Regions from separate parts of the Mus musculus genome. Here all the other regions are linked to region 1. A link is a contact called in public HiChIP or PLAC-seq and Micro-C data. All regions are on one chromosome and are shown on one strand. Each heading gives the region's core, a stretch centred on a gene start, on an enhancer-like site or on the middle of the called end of the contact. The rest is flanking DNA. Distances are from core to core; before and after follow the strand shown. Region 1 overlaps Mn1 (meningioma 1). Region 2 holds the start of 1700016B01Rik (RIKEN cDNA 1700016B01 gene). Region 3 overlaps Tpst2 (protein-tyrosine sulfotransferase 2). Region 4 holds the start of 1700028D13Rik (RIKEN cDNA 1700028D13 gene).

Region 1 (2,700 bases), core at 85-2,584:
CCCTCCCCCTGTCCCCATGAATATGTACTCCAGACAGCCAGGCTTGTGTCATTTTGACTGCCAGGGTGGCTTGGAGAGATCAAGGCTATTGAGGAGCCTGGAGCCGTGCAGTGTCAAGAAAGAACAGCCCGAGCACAGTGATGCACAACCCAGGGACTGAGGTTCCCCCACACCTTCCTCTAGGCCAGCTGTTCTCAACCTGTGGGTTGAGAGCCCTTCGGGGGACCAAGTGACCTTTTTCCACAGGGGTCACATATCAGATATCCTGCCTCTCAGATATTTACGTTACGATTCATAACAGTAGCAAACTCACAGTTATGAAGTAGCAAGGGAAATAATTTTATGGCTGGGGGTGACCCCAACACGAGGAACCGTGTTAAAAGGTCACAACATTGCTTTAGGCACTGTCCCCTGCCTGCCCTGGTCCTGCTAGGTAGCCTCCCACCTTGTTAGGCTTCCCCGTGCATTCTCTTGGTTTTTATTATCATTTAACAGGGTCGGGTTAGAAATCTATGTGACCAGGCTTGCCTGGCTGCATTTGAAGACAAGCAAGTACCCACAGTTTTTAATCGGGGAGGGGGTCCTGGCAGAAATCACATTAAATATATCATCATCTCTATCTCCAAATAAAGGTGGCCTCAACTGACCTGAGCACCCCCCAGCATGGGGCAGCTCATGTTCAACCTCAGAGTAGCCACCACCCCTGCCCGGTAATTGGCCCAAAGCATGCCAGCCCCAGCTGATCCTGGGGATGCCTGAGCCCAGATCTGTCTTGGGTTTGCTTGGGTGGAGCTCTCCAGGAGGAAAGCTAGAGCTGGTCTGTCTTCATTCTGTGTGCCTCTTCCCTTCTCCAGAAGGTCCTGTCTCCTTTGTGATGCTTTCTCTTCACTTTCAAATGGACCGCTAGCACCCCTGGGGTGGAGCTGAGGGGTAGGGGTGGGGGTAAGCCTTGGCTGCTCTGGGTGTGCTGGAAGAGAGCTCAGCCCTGCCCCTGCCAGGGACTCTGGGATGCGGGATCCCCTCCCACCCTCCTTATCCTTGGACACTGAGCCAAACCTGAATTGTGGAAATGGCGGTTTGCCTTAGTGGAAGGTTTTCCCTTCCTGCAGGCACTGATGGTGGCCACCACTCAGACATGATTTTGTAGCACAGGCTAGGCCTCATTCACTGTTTCAAACTGGCAGGCTGGCCAGGCTCAGGTGACGGAGGTCAGTCCTCTCTGCAGGCTATCCCAGTAGGGAAACTGAGGTCTGGCAGGCAGTACTGGGCTCAGCCTCCCAGCATCAGATAGGTAGGTTGGGTGGAGTTGGGTGCGGCTTCCCCAGGTCTCAGTCCTCAAATCTCTCTGCACGCTCTGCCCACACACCATGCCCGCAAACAAGCCCACCCAGCAGGCCCCTCCCCACAGCAACACCCCGCTCATAGCCACGCCCACACACTAATACCTCACATGCCTCGCCTCCCCCCCCACGCCCTGCCACTCACACCACCAAATTCCATAAGAGGGACCTAGCTATTCTGTAGTCACCTAGTGGGGCTGTGAGCACACAGTGGGGGGCTGCAGGCATATAGTTACTATCAGTGTCCTCATAACCGAGACCCATTTTACAGACAAACAGACTGACCTAGGCTAGCCTAGGGTAACACAAAGCTCTGGCCTGCAGAGGTCACCAAATCAGAGGTGGGTGGGGTTTCCGGATGGAGAGCTGCCAGGGCGACTGGTCTGTCTGTAATTATGGGTGCGTGCTGTCTCCAGACCTCAGTTTCCCCATCTGAGCACTGGGAAGATGGTAGTGTCAGGTCTTAGGGGAAGAAGGACCTGGTAGGGTTATCCATCCTGGGCTACGGGTAGTTGCTACCGTACACGCTTAGCCTCAGTTTCCCCATTCATTCAAGGCCTGCACTGAGGCATAGGAAGAGCCAGAATGGTGTCTGGGAGCCTGGGTTCGAATCCTATGGAGCCCCATGTAAACCACTTTTTCCCCACTGAGCTGGGTAAAGCATGGCATGAACAAGGCTAGCCTGAGCTCTTCCAGGACACAATCCATAGCCCAGTGCAGCCTGGGAAGATTTGCATTGGCAGAATCAGACCCCAGCCTCCCACCCCCAATGTGGTTTCCGGTCCCTCCCACGTGGTTTCTGGTCCTCCACCCACTGCTGGACATGGTTTCCTGTCCCTTCTCCCTCCCTCTTCAGTTGCTCAGCGATTCCCTGGGATGAGTGTCCCTGGCCTCGGGAAGCAGCCCTGGGACCAAGGTTTCCAAGGGTTCCCTTTTCCTTCTGCTTCTCTATGGAGCTCTGGCAGGGCCGGAAGGGGTCTGCAGCTTGGGCAGGGCAGCCTGTTTGGGGTCTCGTTTGTTTGGGCTCCACCGTTGTGTGAGGCCTCTTGGGGCAGGCTGGGAAAGCCAGACCTTCCTCGGTCTCATGATTTCTAGTCCGGCCCTGAACTGGGCCCAGAGTAGTTGGGAAGCCCTAGCCTACGAGCTACAGGCCTGGTGACAATGATGATGATAGTGATGATGGTGATGAGGGTGAGAGCTAGCGAGATATCTGCTATTATTATTTCTGACATCACCATAAACATTACTATCATCATCATCACAGTCACCGTCATCATCATCGCCACCGTCTCCACCGCCATCACCACCCTTCAGCCCCTGCATCTCCAAGATTCCACTGAGTGATTTTACCACCCAGGGC
Region 2 (2,700 bases), core at 44-2,543, 720 kb after region 1:
ACTCAAATCCATATACAGGGAGGGTGCGGCAGGGAGACAGGACAAGGGCACCCTAGACTTGACCTCAGTCTCTTCACATGCCAGAAAGTGACTCATGACCAATAATGAAGACCCTTCGGCAGCCAAGCTCCCAGAACAACCACCTTGGTCCTTAGAAATTCCAGATCTGTGTGACTCTGGAAGCTTTCTGTGCTGCTAGAGTCCTCAAAGAGGAGAAGCCTTGATGTAAAAATACCGCCATAAGCCTATGGGCAGTTTTCTTGATTAGTGATTGATGGGGGCCCGCCCATTGTGGGTGGAGCCAGTTCATTGTGGGTGTGGTCAGCCCATTATGGGTGTGGCAATCCCGTTGTTGGTGGAGCCATCCTTGGGCTGGTGGCCCTGAGTTCTATAAGAAGGCAGGCTGAGGGCTGGTGAGATGGCTCAGTGGGTAAGAGCACCCGACTGCTCTTCCAAAGGTCCGAAGTTCAAGTCCCAGCAACCACATGGTGGCTCACAACCACCCGTGATAAGATCTGACTCCCTCTTCCGGAGTGTCTGAAGACAGCTACATATAATAAATAAATAAATAAATAAATCTTTAAAAAAAAAAAAAAAAAAGGCAGGCTGAGCAAGCCATGGTGAGGAAGCCAGTAAGCAGCACCCTCCATGGCCTCTGCATCAGCTCCTGCCTCCAGGTTCCTTCCCTGCTTGAGTTCCTTTCCCGACTTTCTTTGGTGATGGGCTGTGGTGTGGAAGTGTGAGCAGAATTAACCCTTTCCTCCCCATGCTGGTTGTGGTGTCTCATCACAACAACAGTGACTCTAAGATGCTGACCAAGGAGGTGACTAAATCCAAGCAGTAAGAACCAATCAAATGAGAAACAAGTGCTCAGAAGGGCCTTCTGTCACGCCCCATAATGTGCTTGTCTCTCCCAAATCACCCTACAAAGAATTACCCCTACTTCACAGGAGAAAAACTTGAAATTCAGAGAGGGCAAGTCATCGACCCAAGGTCACACAGTGAGTTAGATGTCTAAACTCAAACTCAGCTCTCTAGATGTCCTTAAAATGCAAGGAATTGTCCTAGAAATGACAAGTTCCAGAGAAGGTAAGACACCCACACAGACTAGCCTCTGTTTTGCACCTTAAAAGTAGGTGTCCCCTCCAGCAACCCCTCTCTCTCCACAGCCCTCCCCCACCCCCAGTACCTCCACTCTCCAGAACAGAGATGGTTGCCAAGGAAACAACATTACCAAATAAGCCCCCATTGTCTGGGGCCCTGAGAGGAAATTCATAAGCCCAACCCCTGCTCATTGACCCCTGGTGACCCCAAGGGAGACACCAACCCTCTCTCCGAGCCCCTCCCCAACCCAGCTCAGCTCAACAAAGTGCACCCCAGAGGGGGCCACAGCCAAGACAGAGCTCCCTGAAATGGCCCAGGTAACTACTAGCCTAGGTTCCAGATGCTTACCTTAGTGGTACCAGCACTTATGGCTTTGTAGGTATGTCCTACTGTGTGCTTAAGGATGCCTCCTACTGTGTGCTCATAAAGAGCTCCTTCTGTATGCAAGTGTGTGAATGTGTGTGGCAGGCAGAGGTCAGCCTTAGAGGTAAGCTAAGCTGGCCAGTGAACCCTAGCATCTGCCTGCCTCTGACTCCCTGGCTCTGGGATGGCACATTCACCCACATCTGTCTTTCATGTGAGTTCTGGGGGCCAAGCTCTGGGCCTCAGTCCTGCTGAGAGAAGCTTAAGTAGTGAGGTGTTTCCCTAGCCCCTTCTATGCCAAGACACTGTGGAAGTGAGTCTGGGGATGCAGCAAGCAAGGCTGTCACTCGAGCCAACCCTTAGAATCCAATCGAGGTACACAAGAAGGGAGGGCTGGAGGCATAGTAGGGAGAGGAACTCTTTCTCTGAGACAGAACTGGGCCCAAGGTGGTCAACAGGGCCCCATGCTTAAGCAGCTCGGCCAGCTTCAGAAAGCCCACCTCCGTGACTGCACATTTTCATCCTTGATGCCTGGTGAGGTGAGGTACCACCCATCACCTGGTGCCCTTGAACATGGATCAAGGGAACAGTAAGGAGGGCCCAAAGAGCTTGGGTTGCCCTTGCTGAAACTTCAAGGCTGCCTATTACTGCAGCAGACCCTGCCTTGTGCTGACTGTTGCACCCAGCATAGACACAGATGCGCAGGATGGAACTCATTGGCAAGAATAAGTCTAAGTTCCATCTCCAAGCCAATTGCTGTGGCAAAGGAAGGAAGGAGTGATCTGATTGGCACTGGCTTAGTGCAGGGGACACCTTCCTCCAGATGTGGGGGAGGACATGGCAGAGGGAAGGCACAGTGTGACCAGAAAGGAAACAGCTGACATTAAGGCAGAGCAACAAGTTTTCACTCTGAAAACCTTGCAGCCTGACACAGACCAGAGTGTGAGGGCCATCCTGCAGCCAAGGGCCTTTCAGGAAGTCCTCTGACTCGGGCACAGGCAGCTGGATTTACACAGGAGGATGGCAGAAACCAGGGCAAAGAAAGACTGTCAGCAGGCCCCTGGCTCTCTCGCCTGCTTAGAGCAAAGGTGAAGGGCAGGGGTTGGGGGCAGGGACAGGCCTGGAGCTTTGTCCCAGAACTTATGGCTTTTCCCCATCAGTACTTTCCAGAAAGAAAGAAAGAGGGAAAGAAAGAAAGAAAGAAAGAAAGAAAGAAAGAAAGAAAGAAAGAAA
Region 3 (2,700 bases), core at 83-2,582, 850 kb after region 1:
GCTTTAAAATTGGAGGCAGTTTGAGTTAAGTCACAGGCGAGCCTCAAGCACCAGGCTGGGTTGTGCCGGGTCTCAGAGTATCAGGAACTGAGCACGGGAGGAAGGAAATAGTTTTTAAAAGACTTGAATTACTTCATAAGTAAAGAACCAAGAGTAGAAGTTTCTGGATGCAGCCAGAGGCGCTGGAGGCTCTGTGCCTGGGAAGTTGTGTCTGCGACAGCTCCTTTTCTCTAGTCCCCTCAGCTCCCTTAGATAACTCTGGGCACCGGACTGGGAAACCCACAGGCTGCCTACCCAGAGCCTTCTCAGGATGAGTGTCTTCATCCCGTCTCTTTCCTCCATGTGTGTCTCTCTGACATCAGAAATTGACCTCTTGCCATCTCTTTACCCATGTGTATCTATGTGTATCTATGCTTCTCCCCCCACCCCTGTGTGTGTGCTTGTGTATGTATGTGTGTGTACGTGATGAGGAGGCCTCAGAGGAATGCTGGGTGTCTTCCTGTGTTCTGCATCTTAGTTTATGAGAAAGTCTCTCACTCACCACTCCCAGCAGACTGGTAAGGCAGCAACCCCCAGGGGACCTTTCTCTTAACTCACCACCGCAATGCTACATTGTAGATGTCATGCTCCTACCTTGGCTTTTATGTGGGACTTGGGGATTTAAACCCAGGTCCTCTTGCTTGAACAATAAGCACCTCATCTACTGAGCCATCTCCCCCACCCTCCCTGTCTCTACCTGTGCCTGCCGCCCATCAGTCTCTCCTGGTCTCTATCTTGGCCATTTGTCTCTACTCCCTCACCTTAGTGTCTGCCCCCCATTGCTGTTGCTTGTTGTCTTCTTCATCTGTCTCCCCAGCTCTCATCCCTGTCTCTCTCCCACTTCCTCTCCCATTTCCCTCGACCCTGGGTGACGTCTGCTATCAGTTCCGTTCAGACCCTTCTCTTGGCTATGGGGGATGTTGATGTGGCTGTTCTCCAGGTCCCCTCCTTCCTGCCCCAGGGCTGTGGGAGGAAGAGGAAACCCCAGATGCCCCCATAGGGACGGTGAGGGAGAGAAAGGCCAAGACTCCAATACTCAGTGCGTGGATTACTAATCCTCAGGACTCCCTGACACTCACACACAGTAGGTGCTTTTTTTTACACCCCGTTCTACGATGCCACAGTGTCGCCTTTACCTCTCTGCTCAAGCACATAGTAGGCCCACAGTGGTGGCAGCTGTGGTGGCAGCAGAGGCTCCTCCTCCTCCTTTTTGGTGGGGGCAGGGTTTCCTCTGTTTAGCCCTGGCTGTCCTGTAACTTCTGCGTTGATCTGACTGGTCTTAACTCACAGAGATCCACCGGCTTTTGTCTCTGCTGCCACACCCAGCACATATCTGGATGAAGAATTTGGAGTCTGGGGAGGGGGAAAAATGGTGTTAAAAGCTGGGGCCAAGCCCTTTTTTCCTGCTGGGGGAAACTGAGGCCTGAGACTATAAACAACATGCCTACTGTTGGAGTGAAGAGTGGGGGAGGGGGGTGGAAAGCAGAGCATCAAGAGCATTTGTCCCATGGGTGGGAGAGAGGCCTGCCAGGCTGTCCAGGGGAACGCCCTCCTGGCAGGGGGGACCTACAACCCCACCCCACCCCAGGGATCCAGGCCACATGCTTCCTGCTGAAACGTTGGGTCTTAGTAAGGATGCTGGGGTAAGCCATGCTTCCTATGATAGAGCTTGCTCTCTGCGGCTAGAGCCATGGTTCAGCAGGAAGTCAGCTCCCAGTCTTCACTCCCAGAACTGGTGCTGCTGGAGACCGAGGACCGGGGGCTGCTGCGGGCACCGGAGCACCCATGGAAGACCCCAGCCCCTCACCCTCTTCCTGCTAAACCTTTTTTCACGGGTTATTCCTCTCTGAGATGCACACTGGTCCTGAAGGCTCTTGGAGGCTCCCATGGGGCCCAACTGTGCCTTGATGCCACCCCTGCTTCCTCTGCAGGACGTCTCAGGCTGCCTTGTCCCTGACTCCCTGGTTTCTGCTGTCTCTCTTGTCTTGGAAGCTGCTTTGACTTCCCACGTGATTCCCGTTCTTGCTCTCCATTCTGCCTGCTGCCTCCTTATCTGACCCATGAGTTTTTGGGCATCCGACTCCTTCGGTCTTCACCGACACCATGAAGATTGCTGGGGGCATCACCTTTAGCTCGTTCCTTGGTGTGATGTCTGAGAAGGAACCCCTCCTCCCCATTTGTGTTGGGTGGGGCCCTGTGCTGGAGCTCTTAGGCCAGGTCCAGGGCCTGTCTCTAAATTCAGGTTTTGCAGTTTGATGTGGTGTGGCTTTTGGTTGTGAAAGGTGTCTTAGTCCCTCTCGTTGCCGTGAGAGGACACCTGACGTTTGTTTTTGCCACAGTTTGAGGGTCCTGCCTGTGGTGTGGAGATGTCCTAGCAGAGCAGTATCAAGTGGCTGGTCACATTCCGTGAGGTGTGAAGGACAGGGCTCACACTGCTACCGCTTTCTCTGTTTCACTCACTCCAGGACTCTAGCCTGTGGGATAGTGCCGTCCACACTCAGGTCTTAACTGCTCAGTTAACCCAGTCCAGAAACTCCATCACAGATGTGCCCAGCGGCCTGTCTCCCTGGGGGTGTTCTCAATCCTGGCAAGTTGATCTATCAGCCCTCAGAAAAAAATAATGCTACTCCTGGCCCCTCTGGGCTTTGTAAGGGACCTTGT
Region 4 (2,700 bases), core at 153-2,652, 770 kb after region 1:
CATAGTGGCTCACAACCATCTGTAATGAGATCCGATGCCCTCTTCTGAAGACAGCTACAGTGTACTATTATATTACAGATTACATTTATAGTATATTGTATATTGTATCATATATATTATATTATGTTATATATCACAAATCACATATCATATATTATATTATATTATATTATAGTATATATTATATAAATTGTATATATAATAAATTAATTAATTTTTTAAAAGAACAGAGAGGAGCTCACCTAGTCCTCTGAACTGGCCCAGTTGGATCCACCCCTTCCTGCTTTGGCTTTGAGTTACAACTTCCCCGTGAAGTCACTGATTGGCCTAGCTTGAGTAGATCTTTCTTCACCCAACCAGCAGACCCACAAAGCTTTCATTGGCCCAGCTTGGAGTGACCTCTGCTTCTGTTCCTATCAACAGCCCATACTCCAACAATATGTCAGCCCCTGCCCTCACAGTGGGGTGCATCTCCAGGGAAGGACACCACAAAACATAAGCAGATTACAGAGTACACATGACATCACACCGACCCTTCAGGAGCTCAGAGTCCCAAGAATGGCTTACTCAGGCAACAGCCAAACCCAGCCACCTCCCAGAAAAGGATGGGCAGATAGGCAGACTAGAGAGGTGCCCTCTCTCTAGAAACCACCGTGGCTGCCATCACCCCAAAGCTGTCCCAGGTCCTGGCGAGTGTACAAATCAGTACCACTATTGATGTCAGTGCCAATCCACCTGCTCCTGTCACAAGACATTACTTACTGCCAGGGATGATAAATCCCAGGATGTAGAACATGCTAAAAATATTAATCTACAAGTGAAAATCATTTTAATTGGATTTCGCCCTTGGGGTCACGTCAGGGGCCGGCTTTCAATCAGACTCGTCCAGTCAGCAAAGCGGGCCCCAGCCTTCCAAATTGAAACCACGATCGGCTCGCAGAGGTTAATAGAAACTCTGGGAAATAAATAGGTTATCGATCGATCATAACCATCAGCTGGCTCGGCTTTCGTCCGTGACCTGGCCCGCCCACTCCCACAGAAAACTCCGTTAGCATCTGATTACAGATGACTCTTGCAGCACTGTGTATTAATGAGCAGCTAATGCCTGGGGATGGGGTGGGGGAGATGTTTCCTGGGAACACGGAAGTGCGGTGAGATCTGATGTCCCGTGTGGGGCCTCTCCACGGGGACCTGGAGCTAAGGGATAAATCCCGTGTCCCATAAGCTATAAGGGATAAATCCCGTGTCCCATATCCCTGCCTAAAACCATATTTATTCCTGCAATGTACCTCTGCTGTGCATGGGCTTCCAGCACGGCAGCCAGGGACACAGAGCAGCCTGCCCCTCCCCCGCCCCCCATCACAGTGGGGCAGAACACCTAAGCCCCAAGTGTTCTTTCTCTAAGGAGGCGGAGCCTTGCCCGCTCCCCACACTGTGTGAGTCCCAGGGACAAGTTTCTGGAGGGGAGTATTAGTGACTTTTTTTCACTGCTGTAACCGAATACCTCAAAGGGATGAACTCAGGGGCAGGGGCATTTCTTTGGACTCTGGGCTTGCACAGAAGTTCCCTACCTGAGAGAGGCTCAGAATGAAACTCCTTGGGACTCTAAAGGTAAACAAACCCGCAAGCCCCAGGAAGCTCTGGGTCTACCAGCTTCCCAAGGCCCCTCCCCAGGGTTAGAGAAACGGAAACAGTTGCTTGGGAAGCAGGGGAGGTTCTGCCACACCCTGCTGCAGCCTGTGGGACTCTGGAAGGTTGCTTTCATGAGCTACCTGATACCACGCTGGGTTTTCAGCGATACAATTCCTTCGAGTCGGCTACACACCTATAAGTGACCCCGATACACTCACTGGTCCCCTAAGCTGGACTTGCACGCAGTAGGCTCTTTGGCCTGTCATTGATGTCCTACCTGAGGTGAGTAGATTTTTGTTCACAGCTCCATGTAAAAAGTCAGGCGCTCAAGAGACTGACGGAGGACATCATTAGGTCAAGGTCAGCCTGGACTGTATAGCAAAACCCTGTCTGCCAAGAGATGAAGAGATGGAGAGATGGCTCAGTGGTTAAGGGCACTGACTGCTCTTTCTGAGGACCCAGGTTTGATTCCAAGCACCCACATGGTAGTTCATAACTGTCTATAACTCCAAGAACTGACACCCTCACACAGACATACATGCAGGCAAAACACTAATGCACATGTCTTAGTCGGGGTTTCTGTTCCTGCACAAACATCATGACCAAGAAACAAGTTGGGGAGGAAAGGGTTTATTCAGCTTACATTTCCACATTGCTGTTCATCACCAAAGGAAGTCAGGACTGGAACTCAATTGGGTCAGGAAGCAGGAGCTGATGCCGAGGCCATGGAGGGATGTTCTTTACTGGCTTGCTTCCCCTGGCTTGCTCAGCTTGCTCTCTTATAGAACCCAAGACAACCAGCCCAGGGATGGCTCCACCCACAGTGGGCCCTTCCCCCTTGATCACTAATTGAGAAAAATGCCTTACAGCTGGATCTCATGGAGGCATTCCCTCAACCGAAGCTCCTTTCTTCGTGATAACTCCAGCCTGAGTCAAGTTGACACACAAAACCAGCCAGTGCAGCACATAAAAAATGAAATTTAAAAAATTTAAAAAGACATGGGGGAAAGGGGAGATGAGGGAGAGGCAGGCGGGTCCAACTCTGTGATGTTAACATTGTCCTCCACA

What was found. A called contact is a pair of places that touch in the nucleus more often than the background predicts. HiChIP or PLAC-seq counts read pairs in DNA pulled down with a chosen protein or histone mark.
Region 2: a Micro-C map of embryonic stem cells shows a contact between it and region 1, with 2.0 times the contacts expected there. The contact joins the promoter of 1700016B01Rik here to the enhancer-like site in region 1. A contact is called at or near these places in 1 of 39 promoter capture datasets (the SN4741 cell line), 6 of 484 Hi-C or Micro-C datasets (bone marrow-derived macrophages, cerebellum, cortical neurons and 3 more) and 13 of 115 datasets of contacts at active chromatin or transcription factors (PVALB interneurons, VIP interneurons, craniofacial prominence and 8 more).
Region 3: a contact with region 1 is called in an H3K27ac HiChIP or PLAC-seq map of embryonic stem cells, with 5 times the contacts expected there. The contact joins two enhancer-like sites. A contact is called at or near these places in 5 of 115 datasets of contacts at active chromatin or transcription factors (VIP interneurons, astrocytes, bone marrow-derived macrophages and 1 more).
Region 4: an H3K27ac HiChIP or PLAC-seq map of embryonic stem cells shows a contact between it and region 1, with 8 times the contacts expected there. The contact joins the promoter of 1700028D13Rik here to the enhancer-like site in region 1. A contact is called at or near these places in 1 of 484 Hi-C or Micro-C datasets (cortical neurons), 9 of 115 datasets of contacts at active chromatin or transcription factors (craniofacial prominence, embryonic basal ganglia, embryonic forebrain and 4 more) and 1 of 9 other capture datasets (embryonic stem cells).

What each region holds. Positions count from the first base shown.
Region 1 is chr5:111,437,612-111,440,311 of GRCm38.p6, forward strand. All of the region lies in intron 2 of Mn1 (meningioma 1), which reads left to right. Among named protein-coding and RNA genes, the nearest start is that of Mn1, 22 kb to the left of the region's middle. Within about 2 kb of position 1,335, at least 12 of the 459 cell types and tissues checked have an H3K27ac peak or open chromatin away from gene starts, as enhancers often do. A contact at or near this core is called in cortical neurons, embryonic stem cells and neurons, where this site is marked.
Region 2 is chr5:112,154,934-112,157,633 of GRCm38.p6, forward strand. It overlaps 1700016B01Rik (RIKEN cDNA 1700016B01 gene), which reads left to right and starts at 1,294. Exons shown (of 2, transcript NR_166436.1): 1 at 1,294-1,421.
Region 3 is chr5:112,282,764-112,285,463 of GRCm38.p6, forward strand. The region is part of intron 1 of Tpst2 (protein-tyrosine sulfotransferase 2); the gene reads left to right. Among named protein-coding and RNA genes, the nearest start is that of Tpst2, 7.4 kb to the left of the region's middle. Within about 2 kb of position 1,333, at least 66 of the 459 cell types and tissues checked have an H3K27ac peak or open chromatin away from gene starts, as enhancers often do. A contact at or near this core is called in embryonic stem cells, where this site is marked.
Region 4 is chr5:112,205,361-112,208,060 of GRCm38.p6, forward strand. 1700028D13Rik (RIKEN cDNA 1700028D13 gene) reads left to right here and starts at 1,403. Exons shown (of 3, transcript NR_045378.1): 1 at 1,403-1,611.